Regions from separate parts of the Mus musculus genome. Here region 1 is linked to region 2. Evidence: chromatin contacts called from public HiChIP or PLAC-seq data. All regions are on one chromosome and are shown on one strand. Each heading gives the region's core, a stretch centred on a gene start, on an enhancer-like site or on the middle of the called end of the contact. The rest is flanking DNA. Distances are from core to core; before and after follow the strand shown.

What was found. HiChIP or PLAC-seq counts read pairs in DNA pulled down with a chosen protein or histone mark.
Region 1: an H3K27ac HiChIP or PLAC-seq map of embryonic stem cells shows a contact between it and region 2, with 5 read pairs. The contact joins two enhancer-like sites. A contact is called at or near these places in 3 of 115 datasets of contacts at active chromatin or transcription factors (all in embryonic stem cells) and 1 of 9 other capture datasets (pancreatic islet).

Annotation. Positions count from the first base shown.
Region 1 is chr15:25,766,296-25,772,663 of GRCm38.p6, reverse strand. The region is part of intron 19 of Myo10 (myosin X); the gene reads right to left. Among named protein-coding and RNA genes, the nearest start is that of Retreg1, 74 kb to the left of the region's middle. Within about 2 kb of position 4,568, at least 111 of the 459 cell types and tissues checked have an H3K27ac peak or open chromatin away from gene starts, as enhancers often do. A contact at or near this core is called in embryonic stem cells, where this site is marked.
Region 2 is chr15:25,309,819-25,316,391 of GRCm38.p6, reverse strand. No RefSeq gene overlaps it. Among named protein-coding and RNA genes, the nearest start is that of Gm36555, 19 kb to the left of the region's middle. Within about 2 kb of position 4,236, at least 6 of the 459 cell types and tissues checked have an H3K27ac peak or open chromatin away from gene starts, as enhancers often do. A contact at or near this core is called in embryonic stem cells, where this site is marked.

The DNA.
Region 1 (6,368 bases), core at 3,319-5,818, 460 kb before region 2:
AGGTGGAGCTACTACAGTTGCTTGGCAAAATGCTCACATGGTCAAACTGCCTTCTAACTGTTCATAACAATTAGCGTTGCCCTCAGCCTTGGTCAGGGGCATTAATATATACACGTAACTGGTTGAATGGTGGAGAATAAGAGACTGTTGGGTGCTCACCCCTCAGTGAGCCACCTATATCACCCTTCCAAGGCTCAGAAAACAACATGGCAGTAGGAGGGAGCTATGCTGTCTTCTGAGAAATGGCCTGGCTATTACACTTGTGATCTCACAGTAGCTGTGCCTGCTTGCCCAGGATCAAGCCATCCCAACAAAGGTGTCAGAGGGGCTCAAAAGGCCCTGCCCCTAACGGGCAAGCTACTGGCAGTTGACAGCTCCTGAAAAAGCAGAGTCAACTTTCTGGCCCCTGGTAGGTTGGTCATGTCATTAGACGCTTCTATACCTGCTTATATGCATAAAGACAACACTAACTGGACCCTTTAAAAAAAAAAAAAAAGATGACACCAAGCTATGAGAAGGGAGGAGGCGGAGGCGGTGATATAACCTAGATAAGGTTCATGCATGTGTATGAATGAGAACGAAAAGATTGTTTTAAAAAGACACAAAACAGGAGAGAGAAAACAGCTAGAGAGCCCCAGGCAGCACGTGACCTCGAACCAGGAAGGGAAGGCTTGTTGTAATGCAGAGAAGCAGCAGAGACTAACAGACTAAGGGATGGGGTACGAAAGGGCCGGCCGGCCTGCCTGCCTGCCTGCCTGCCTGCCTGCCTGCCTGCCTGGGTCTGGGTTGCTGTATGGCGGTAGGGATGGAATGGAGAAAATAGTCCTATGCTGAAGAGGAACATGGCATTCGAGACAGAATGCTTTTGGGGCTCAAAAGGAGAGTCTGGGTGTGGACATGGCCAGACCTTTATTATGAAAGGATACCCTTGCTAGCAAGACAGCACTCAGACCATAACCCAGCACAGGAGGGGTAGGGCCACCCGGTATCAGCTGCCCAGAGTGTCAGCAGCTTCAACAAGAAGATGCAAAGAGCCAGCCGCTGATTCTGGACCCACTTTGAAAAGGAGGCTGCAGAAGAACAAGTACAGCCCAGCCCTTCCTGCAAGACTGGCCAGACCTGTGGATGCCCGCATGGCTGGGCACACGTGTGAGCCAGACCTGTGGATGACCGCATAGCTGGGCACACGTGTGCGCAAGAGCAGGTTTGAGTGCAAAAGAGATGGCTTAGAAGAAAAGGAGACGAAAAGAACAGCAGACTGCGCTGAAGAAGGAAGAAGCAGAGATAACAAAAAGTTTCAGTCTGAGTGCACCTTTAAAAGACATTTCAGGGGCTGGCGAGATGGCTCAGTGGTTAAGAGCGCCGACTGCTCTCCCGATGGTCCCGAGTTCAAATCCCAGCAACCACATGGTGGCTCACAACCATCTGTAATGAAATCTGATGCCCTCTTCTGGAGTATCTGAAGACAGCTACAGTGTACTTACATATAATAAATAAATAAATAAATAAATAAATAAATAAATAAATAAATAAATGTTTAAAAAAAAGATTTATTAAAAAAAAAGACATTTCAGAATAGTCCAACTTCGTGTGCTCATGACTGCACAGGTGCACACAGGTATGAGGAACGTAGGCAACCTTAAGTATTGTGCCTCAGGCCCTGTCCACATTCATTTTTTAAAAAAGGTTTATTAATTTGCTGGGCGGTGGTGGTGCACGCCTTTAATCCCAGCACTTGGGAGGCAGAGGCAGGGGGATTTCTGAGTTCGAGGCCAGCCTGGTCTACAGAGTGAGTTCCAGGACAGCCAGGGCTACACAGAGAAAACCTGTCTTGAAAAAAAACCAAAAAACAAACAAACAAAAAAAAAGGTTTATTAATTTTACTTCATTCCTTCATCTAATGACATGACCAACCTACCAGAGGCCACACACTAGAATCAAGTTGCCTCTCCTTACCAGGAGCTGTCAACCGCCAATACTTTTGTCAGTTAGGGGCAGGATCTTATAAGCCCCTCTGATACCTGCATATGTGTATATGTGTATATATGGTTGTGTGTGCCCATCCCCACAATGTCAGAGGAGGGTGTTGGATCCCCTGGAGCAGTACTTACAGGCAGTTGTTAGTCACCCAGTGTGGGTGCAGGTAACTGAACCCAGGTCCTCTGCAAGAGCAGGGCTCATGGATACAAAGGCCTGACTGTCTATCCTCTGTGATGGAATATAATCCGGCCTAGAAAGGAATGACCTGCTCACACAGGTTACAAAACAGTCAAGCTATGACAGTGCTTCTGGGACTTTCTAATGCGAAGACTCTATAACACAGTTCCTCATGTTGTGGTGACCCCCAACCATAGAATGATTTTCACTGCTACGTTCTAACTGTAATTTTACTACTGTTATGAACTGTCAGGTAAGTTTCTGTGCTTTCCCATGGTCTTAGACGACCTGAGGGTTGAGAACTCCTGTGCTAAGTGAAAGAATCCATCACAAAAGATTCTATGAATCGATTCCAATGGAGGGAAGAGGGAAATAGAAAGTGGAGCCACCCGGCAGGGGTGAGGTGGGGAGAGGGAAAGAGAGAATCTCATTGTGATGGAGAATGTGTTCCAAGTGCTGACCCTGCCCAGGGCTGCACACCTGGGAAACATTCAAAAACCAAGGAAACCCTGGGTCAAAGAGTCAGTCACGTGGTGTCTGAACTGGCTGGTGGCACACATGCCTGTTCTTACAGTTACAGTTACTCAGGACACTGAGGCAGGAGGATCGGACAAGTTCAAAGTCTGCTCTATGTAGAGAGTTCCAGGCCAGTCAGGGCTGTAAGCAAGTGTGACCTTGTCTCAAAGACAAACAATACAAAAGCCAAGTAAAATAACTCCAAGTAAAAGGCTGAGTATCGCCTGTCACCAGGAGACTGAGCCCGGGGAATTTAAGGCAGGGACTATCTGTGACAGACCCTATCTGTGCATGCAGTGCAGCCAAAGGAAGTAGGTCAGAGAAGACTTGCCGCACTCCTTAAAAGCTCCAAGCTTGCTCCCCAGACATGGAGAAAGCATGTTTAAAGGCCCAGCAGGCATCAAGGCTTTTTAAATGCCTAAGGGCTGAAGGGAAGAGAAAGCCGGCCTACTGAAGGCAGGAGGAAGCACATTTTTAACATACGCTTGAAGAATTTAGTCAAATATGGGAAGAAAAAAAAAAAAAAGGAAAGAAAGATCTCTTAGGAAGTGTAAAAAGAGAAGAAGAAAGTATTTTTCTTCAGTCTGAAATAAGATGGCAAAATACCTAGACAACATCGTAAGGTAAATAAATCATGGGCAAATGTTTGCCACCGGAAATTTAAAGACGAGGGCACCAGGGCACCTGGGAATGAAGGGCAGAAGCTACATAGTGCAGGCAGAGACCGATATGTACACCCTTCTAAATCTGATTGACTCAAAATGTGACCCAGCCTTGGGTCATACACATCATGCAACAGGAATGGTGTCACCTGCCTATGGTAAAGGGGCATTTCAACTGTACTTAGTAAATCAAAGAAAACTGAGTTTCTTATCTTTGGTCCTTTCATCTGTCTGCCTGCCTGCCTGCCTGCCTGTCTGTCTGTCTGTCGATTACTGTGCTCTTCTCTGTGTGTCTGTGTAGCTCAGAGGGCCATCTCAGCTGTCATTTCTTAGGAGAGATTTTCTTATCTTTTGAGACAGGCCCTCTCACTGCATCTGAGTTCACTGATGACTAGCTGACCAGGGAGACCCAGGCATTTCCCTGTTTCTTCCTTTGCTGGGCACATAAGGATGTGCCACCCTGCCCAGCTTTCTGAGTTGGTTCTAGACACTGAACTCACATCCTAACTGAGCTGTCCTTCTGGCCTGTGCCTCCTTCCCAGACTCTTACCTGGAAACGTTAGGATGCCGCTGAGCATGGGGAAAACAATCCACAGACCGCAAGAAAAGCCTGGCAAAGCGTGGGTACGACAACCCTGCCCGCCGCATGGCGCCTGCCGGAGCGCCACACGCTGATGAGGTACCAGGGCACCCACGATCCCAGGACTAGGATAAAATCTCTGCACACCCTCGAGTCCCCTAAGCGAACCTTGGAGAATGCTGCATAACACAATGAGAAGGGTGGGCAGCTCAGAGGACGGCCATGTAACTGGTTCTAATTTCAGAGCAATGACTGCAGCTTGGAATGATGTCCCTGGCTATGGTTTCGAACCAACACCCTGCAGAACTCTTACCATCAATCACTGCTGCACTACACTTAACACTGAAGATCTACAGGGTTTTTACAACGTTGGGTTTGAAAGGCAGGAAATGACTGTCTCTAGAAGAGATGCGGTGTTATGCATATCTGACTATAAAATTCATAATGAGTTGTGATGACTGCACAGCTCATTGTAACTATCACCACGATTACCTAGTTAGTTTGTTTTTCGAGACAAAGTCTCATATACCCTAGCCTCAATTGGGTAACCTAGAATGACCTCCAACTGACCTTCCAGCCTCCTGAGATTATGCCTCATTTATGTGGTAGTAGGAGCTAAAAATAGGACTTCACATAGGCTAGACAAACATCCTCCCAACTGAGCTCCACCCCTAGCCCATAGAGTCTCAAAACTGAAGGAATTTCACACCATTCAACCTCAAGTCCTTCCTTCAGGAAGGAATTCCAAATCCTCAACGCAGGCAGCCTGGGCAGGAGCCATAGCTCTAGCTTCTCAGTGAGTGAGCCGTCCGGTTTCTTCAGCACACATAGCACCCTAGCAGAGACTCTGCTGCTGTGGGTGGCTTGTTCACTGTATTCCCTGGATGAGGAAACAGGAAGCAAGCACGGAATGATTCGCTGAAAGCAAGCGAGATTTTCTCAAGCCAAACCATGAGCCTGGGGCTCAGCTCAGTGCCAGGGCTCTCTCTCTTGCTTATTTATACCAGGCCTGAATCCCTGGCACCAGACAAATAAAAACTGCAGTTAGGAAAGTCAACTTTGAAGAGTTTTGCTTTCTTGGAAACAAATGCTCTATGTGGGTCAGATGCGCATACATCAGGCCTAACTGGACATGGGGTAAAGGAAGGGGTTCATCTCCACAGACAGTTCTCAGAGATGAAAACTTCTTGAGGGAAGAGATAAGGACAGTGGCCTGGTGGCACTGGTGGCAAAGGATGCGCTCTGTTCTGTAGTATTCCCGGAAGCAAATATGCTGGAAATACATTTGCCAGATTTTAGCATCAAACGGCTGGGGACCAATCTCTCAGTTGCTGACTTGGTTGAACATGCAATTAAAACAAAACAAAAAGAAGTCCAGTTTTTGTCAGGCATGGTGACACATACCTATAACCTAGCATTTGGGAGGCCAAGTAAGAGGATTACTAAGGGGGGATTGGGAAGGGAACCTGCGGTCTCTCTCCTTAATGATTGGGCAAGGTCAAGTGTGAAGTGACACCCTGTGAGTGCCACAGCCACCCTCTGAATCTCTGGTCCAGTGGGACCCTCCTGACCTAGTAGTACCTGGATTGATCTGCTTTTACAAGGGGCAATGATGGTAAACATTGAACTCACGTTACCAGTAGGAAGCCCAACCACAAACCTACCAGCAACAGCATTAGTGCCACGGAAAGCTAGCATGGACTCCAATTTTAGGCACACATTTTTGCAATTCTATTAGATAGGTTTCATTGCTATCCCCTTTTGATAGATGATGCACTCATTACCTGAAGCACAGAGAAGTTGATTAACTTGTCTAGGGTCACAGAGCACCTGCCTGCCAGACTCATACAGAGTTTCTGTTAAGACCTTTGCTAGCCACACTTGTAAGATATAAGTTCAAGAAGGGGATGGGAAATTTCCATAGCATCAAAGTACTTATTTAATAGTAGATAGACACCAAAATGTTCTGGGATGTTGAATTTTGACCTAAGGAGAAGGAACTAAGGTGCATATTTTACATATCAAAGCAGACCTGGCCTCTAGGTTCTCCCAGCATCCCTCAGTCCCTACCTGGCATGCCCTGCCTCCAATCTAAACATTGCAGCCCGGGCCTGGGCTGTCCTTCCTTATATAAAGCAGACATTTTGTACCCCCACCCCACTTCTCTCTCTGCTCATGTTCTTTCTCTTTCTCATCCCCCAAATCCCTTCTCCCCCTGCCCCCCCACCATGGTAACTTCCCTAGCCTCCTTCCTTAGGGCGAGTAAATTTACCCAAGAGCAGCTTCCCAATAAAACCTATGTGTATTTAATATAATCTAATCTGGCTCGAATCGGCTCACTTCACTGTCAGCGAACTAATTTATCACCAGTATTCCTGAATGAACTTCAGCATAAGAGCTATTTTGGGAATAGCCCAAATAGAAATCCAGTCTGGGGACTGGGGAGATTGCTT
Region 2 (6,573 bases), core at 2,987-5,486:
CCCCCCCCCCACACACACACACCCTCAAGGTACTCAGAGCCCACTTTCTCACGGTAAACTATGTAAACTCAACTCAACCATAGCTTAGGCAAAATGAAGAATTTCCTGAAAGACCTGTGCAGCTAGGGAAGGACAGAGGTGTGGGCACAGTCAGATGAAAAGCACCGATCCCACCAGAGTTCTTTCTGCTCATCTCCCATGTCAGTTGCTCTCTCTCTGCACTGATGGCCCTCATTCAGCCAGACTTTTTTTTTTTTTTTTTCACATAACTTCTTGGCCTACACCTTGAGGCTGTGTCATGAAGAGGATGGTGTTTGTGTGTAGTTAGTTCAAAGGGCTTTGATGGGTACAGCCTGAGTTCTCAACTGACCAGTGGGTCTTCCTCTCTTTGTTCAGTCCTCACTAAGCATGAGGACTCTGGCAGACAATGGAAACCAAGTGCTGGATTTACAAATCCAAGACAGGAATGCAGAGACCACAGGGATAGGGATGGAGTGGGAAGGTTCATAGATCTGCTTAGATTGAAGGACAGTTCTTCAGGACTCTTTCACATGGGAGAATGTGCAAGGGAGGATGCGTCTAGAGGTTACAAGAGATTATGACTGCTCCTTCCATTTTTTTTAAAAAAAATATTATTCTTTAATCTTTTTTTTACAGTCCAGTTGTTATCCCCTCCCATCTGCCCTCCTACTGTTCCTCATCCCATTCCTCCCCAGCCCCCCAAAAGGATGTCTCCACTTCCCCACCCCCACCCCACTGGACTCCCTGGGAACTCAGGTCTCTCCAGGATTAGGTGCATCTTCTTTCACTGAGGTCAGACCAGGCAGTCCTCTGCTGTATGTGTGTTGAAGGCCTCATGTCAGCTGGGGTATGCTGCCTGGTTGGTGGCTCGGCGTCTGAGAGATCTTGGGGGTGGGATGTCCAAGTTAGTTGAAACTGCTGTTCTTCCTATGGGGTTGCCCTCCTTCTCAGCCTCTTCCAGCTTTTCCCTAATTTAACCACAGGGGTCCCTGGCTTCTGACTATTGGCTGGGTGTATCTGCATCTGACTCTTTCAGCTGCTTGTTGGGCCTTCAGCTCCTTCCCTTTGCTCCATTTACTTGGTTGAGTCTTCCTGCCTAGTCTGTAGGATGTCAGTTGGCTTTATTTAAATATTTCCTGGGCTGTGTTCTGTGCAGCACCCAGCTTGTTGAAAACTACTTGGCCTGCTAACAAGTCACAGGGGTTTCTGGGCAAGGTCTTTGCTTTGAAGGAAAACGGGAGAGAGCAAAGGAGATCAAGATGCCTTTGTTTTCACAGAAGTACAGTCAGAATGAGTAATTAAGAAAGTGATAAATGAACTCAGAGCTATTATCTGAGCCGTTGGTCAAAAGAAGATGGATGAGGCATGGGGGTGCTTGTGCTCCTGCACAATAGGAAGAAGTTCTGGAAGCTGGGCTTCTTCTGTTAATGGTTTCATCAGTTGGCTGATGAGGGCAGAAATCTTTCCTGGACAAACAAGCTGCTCTTCCAAAATGACACACTTGAAGTCCGTAGGCAGGTGTGTAAATGGTGTGATTCTACAAAGATTGCTCCCTAACTTCAATCAAAGGCTCTAAAGCAGTCAATGAGAAATGAGCACTGTTTCCTGTAGTCTTGGGCATCTGAATACTTGGTCCCCCACTGTTTAGGGGAGATTCAGGAGGTGTAGCCTTGCTACAGGAAGTGTGTCATTGGGGGTGGGCTTTGACAACACTGTCCTGCCTCTTCTGGTTCAAGCTCTTCTGCTTTGTGCCTTTGATTGAGATGTGAGCTCTCAGCTTCCTGCTCTTACCTCCATGATGGCTACCGTAGTACTTCCCCTCCATGATGGACCTTTAGCTTTCTGGAATTGTGGGCCAAAATAAACTCTCGATTGTTTTTTGTTTTGTTTTGTTTTGTTTTGTTCCTGTAAGAAGCCTTGGTCATGGTGTTTTATTACAGCAACAGAAGTGTAACTAATAAAATGCTCAATAACAAAGTGCCTTTGTCAGAAGCAACTATTTTATGCTATTGTTAAAAAATGAGGAGTGCCAGGCGTGGTGGCACATGCCTTTAATCCTAGCACTTGGGAGGCAGAGGCAGGCAGATTTCTGAACTCAAGGCCAGTCTGGTCTACAGAGTGAGTTCCAGGACAGCCAGGGTTACACAGAGAAACCCTGTCTCGAAAACAACAACAACAACAACAACAACAACAACAACAACAACAACAAAAACAAAAACAAAAAAAAAACAAAAACAAAAACAAAAAAGAGGAGAGATAAAATATCTCTAGGAGACTTAGGACACATATAAATTTGTATTAAAATACTAATAAATAACATTCAATGCTTTTTTGATTAAAAATAACTGAGATAGGATCAAACAATATAACCTAGCTGGACTGAAACTGTACTACTCTTGTTTTGTGTCATAGGCATGTCTTACCTCCCTAGCTCCTGGGTCTTTTCCCTTCCTTCCTTCCTTCCTTCCTTCCTTCCTTCCTTCCTTCCTTCCTTCCTTCCTTCCTTCCTTCCTTCCTTCCTTCCTTTTTCCTTGAGACAAGGTTTCTCTGTGTAGCCCTGGCTGTCTTGAAACTAACTCTATAGACCAGGCTGGCCTCAAACTCAGAAATCCACCTGCCTCTCCCTCCCAAGTGCTGGCATTAAAGGCGTGTGCCACCACTGCCCAGCCTGGCTTTTTAAAATAAGATATAAAGTATGTTACTCTCTGTCTCTGTCTCTCTCCTTGTGGTGTGTGTGCGTGTCTGGTATAAGATTAGAGTCATAAATTTCAATTTCTGTTTAATTCAAAAATTGGCCTAGAGCTGATCGTGATATTAAATTCTCATTTTCCCTTATCTCACATATAATTCATGTATCTAAGGAGGAATTCTGTCTGTAAAATAACATTGTAGACTCAGACATTGGTCCATCTAAGAATATTTATGTCATAGACTGCTTAGCTCCAAAATTTGTCTGGATATTAACATCCTATAAAGACAGTTTCCCTATAATATGACTTTCCTAAATAGGCGGATGTGAGTTAACTTGTCCCTGCTTTTTTCAGAACCAGAGGAAAAGCTGCCATCCCATGTCCTCTGCTACAGGATTTTCTGTCGAGTGAAAGATCCTGGATACATCCCAAGTCAGGTAAAGTCCGATCTTTAAGGCCCTGGAAGAACACAGACAACTATCAACTGTACTGCAAGACACAGAGAGCACCGATGTTTCTTAGACAGAAAGGGTCCAGGGATGGGGTTGTGGAGTTCTGTTACAACACATGGCAGTTTGCCTGTTTTTAAAGAGAGGATTGCTTTTGGAAACCTGTGATCCTCTTGTTAGCCTCAACCTCCTTCACTTGTAGGTGTTTCAGAGAAATCTGAGCCCCGGTGAAGCTATTTTTATGAAGTCTCTTACTCCCTCTTCACCCTTCCCCCAACTTGCTTGTAAGGAGAAATTAAGTGAAAATGGGCTTGACACAAGTATACCCTGGCAGTTAAACTGGCTACACATCAACGATTCATTAGATTTCTATGAGTGAATTACTTTATTAATTCACTTATTTGGCAAATGTTTATGATGGGCCTGTGGTTGGCAAGTGACAGAGTTAATGCGATTCTTTTTTTATATGGCAACATTCCAATGTGAACCCATCTGTGAATGCCATGCTCAGGCGAACACCAGGTAGATGTCATAGCCAAGTGGATGGATATGTTTGTGATGGGCTCGATGGCAAACCAAGTCACTTCTTCAACATGGAATTTATAGCCTAATGTGTACAAATGCTGAGTCCGACAGAGCCATAGATGGGACAAAGTGCCATGTTTACTGCCCCTGGGACATGGACAGCATGGGCTTCCATGAGAGTCGATGGCTTCTACGGGTATAAGGACATATTTTACATTCCTCCTCTGAGGAATGTCCTCCCTGTTAACATTGTTAATGACTCTATGATAATCCGACAAAGCACCAGCCCAGGTGGCAAAGGTGTGGCTAATGTCTCAGCAAAAGGTAAATGCTGGGACCCTCAGGACAGCCTTCAAGGCTGTAGAAAAAAACTCTAAATATCCTGAGTTCAAAGATACATAATTTCTCAACTATGTAAAAAATGTCAGGATGCAATATGAATTGTATAAGGAGCTTCACAAATCTAAAGGAACAGAGGCAGCTACACAATAAGCCAGCTTGTCAGAAGGATACAAAGACAGGCAGAGAAAAATGTAGGCGGATTCCTGAGTTCAAGGTCAGCCTGAGACAGAGTGACTTTAGGTCCAGGCATGTTTGGGACTGTGATTCCAGAGCAGGGTCCTGCCCAGCTATTTTTTTTTTATTAGATATTTTCTTTATTTACATTCCAAATGTTATCCCCTTTCCTGGGTTCCCCTCTGAAAACCCCTATCCCTTCCCCACTCCCCCTGTTCACCAACCCACCCACTCCTGATTCCTGGCCCTGGCTTTCCCCTACACTGGGGCATAACCTTCACAGGACCAAGGGCCTCTCCTCCCATTGATGACTGACAAGGCCATCCTCTGCTACATATGTGGCTGGAGCCATGGGTCCCTTCATGTGTACTCTTTGGTTGGTGCTTCAGTCCCTGGGAGCTCTGGGAGTACTGGTTGGTTCATATTGTTGTTCCTCCTATGGGGCTGCAAACCCCTTCAGCTCCTTGGATCCTTTCTATAGTTCCTCCACTGGGGACCCTGCGCTCAGTCCAAAGGTTGGTTGAGAGCATCCACCTCTATTTGTCAGACAGTGGTAGAGCCTCTTAGGAGACAGCTATATCAGGGACCTGTCAGCAAGCTCTTGTTGACATCCATAATAGTGCCTGGGTTTGGTGACTGTATATGGGGTAGATCCCCAGGTGGGGCAGTCTCTGGATGGCTTTTCCTTCAGTCTCTGCTCCACACTTTGTCTCTTTAACTCCTCCCATGGGTATTTTGTTCCCCCTTCTAAGAAGGACCAAAGTATCCATACTTTGGTCATCCTTCTTCTTGAGTTTCATGTTGTCTGTGAGTTGTATCTTGGGTATTCTGAGCTTCTGGGCTAATATCCATTTATCATTGAGTGCATACAGTGTGTGTTCTTTGTGATTGGGTTACCTCACTTAGGATGATATTTTCTAGTTCCATCCTTTTGCCTACTAATTTCATAAATTCATTATTTTTAGTAGCTGAATAGTACTGCATTGTGTAAATGTACCACATTTTCTGTATCCATTCCTCTGCTGACGGACATCTGGGGTTTTTTCAGCTTCTGGCTATTATAAATAAGGCTACTATGAACATAGTGGAGCATGGGTTCTTATTACATTTTGGAGCATCTTCTGAGAATATGCCTGAGTGGTATTGCTGGGTCCTCAGGTAGTACTATGTCTAGTTTTTTGAGTAACCACCAGACTGATTTCCAGAGTGGTTGTACCAGCTTACAACCTCATCAGCAATGGAGGAGTGTTTCTCTTTCTCCACATCCTTGCCAGCACCTGCTTTCATCTGAGATTTTGGTCTTAGCCATTCTAACTGATGTGAGGTGGAATCTCAGAGTTGTTTTCATTTGCATTTCCCTGATGACAAAGGATGTTGAACATTTCTTTAGGTGCTTCTCAGCCATTTGGTATTCCTCAATTGAAAATTCTTTGTTTAGCTCTGTACCCCATTTTTAAATAGGGTTATTTAGTTATCTGGAGTCTAACTTCTTGAGTTCTTAGTATATATTGGATATTAGCCCTCTATCAGATGTAGGGTTGGTAAAGATCTTCCCCCAATCTGTTGGTTGCCATTTTGTCCTATTGACAGTGTCCTTTGCCTTACAGAAGTTTTGCAATTTTATGAGATACTATTTGTCAATTCTTGATCTTAGAGCATAAGCTATTGGTGTTCTGTTGATGAAATTTTCCCCTGTGTCCATGTCCTTGAGGCTTTTCCCCACTTTCTTTTCTATTGGTTTCAGTGTTTCTGGTTTTATGTGAAAGTCATTGATCCACTTGGACTTGAGCTTTGTACAAGGAGACAAGAATGGATTGATTTGCATTCTTCTACATGCTAACCTTCTGTTGGACTAGCACCATTTGTTTAAAATGCTGTCTTTTTTCCACTGGATGGTTTTAGCTCCTTTGTCAAAGATCAAGTGACCATAGGTATGTGGGTTCATTTCTGGGTCTTCAATTCCATTCCATTGATCTACCTGCCTGTTACTGTACCAATACTATGCAGGTTTTTTAATTTTATTTATTTATTTATTTATTTTATCACAAATGCTTTGTAGTACAGCTTGAGGTCAGGGATGGTGATTCCACCAGAAGTTCTTTTATTGTTGAGAATAGTTTTTGCTAACCTAGGCTTTTTGTTGTTACAGATGAATTTGCAAATTGCCCTTTATAACTCTTTGAAGAATTGAGTTGGAATTTTGATGGGAATAGCATTGGATTTGTAGATTGCTTTCAGCAATCTTCAAGTATCTCTCCATTTAGTTTGACATTGGCTATTGGCTTGCTGTATATTGCTTTTACTCTGGGCCTTGATTTCCTGATCTTTCCAAAACTTTTATCATGAAGGGGTTTTTGTCAAATGCTTTCTCA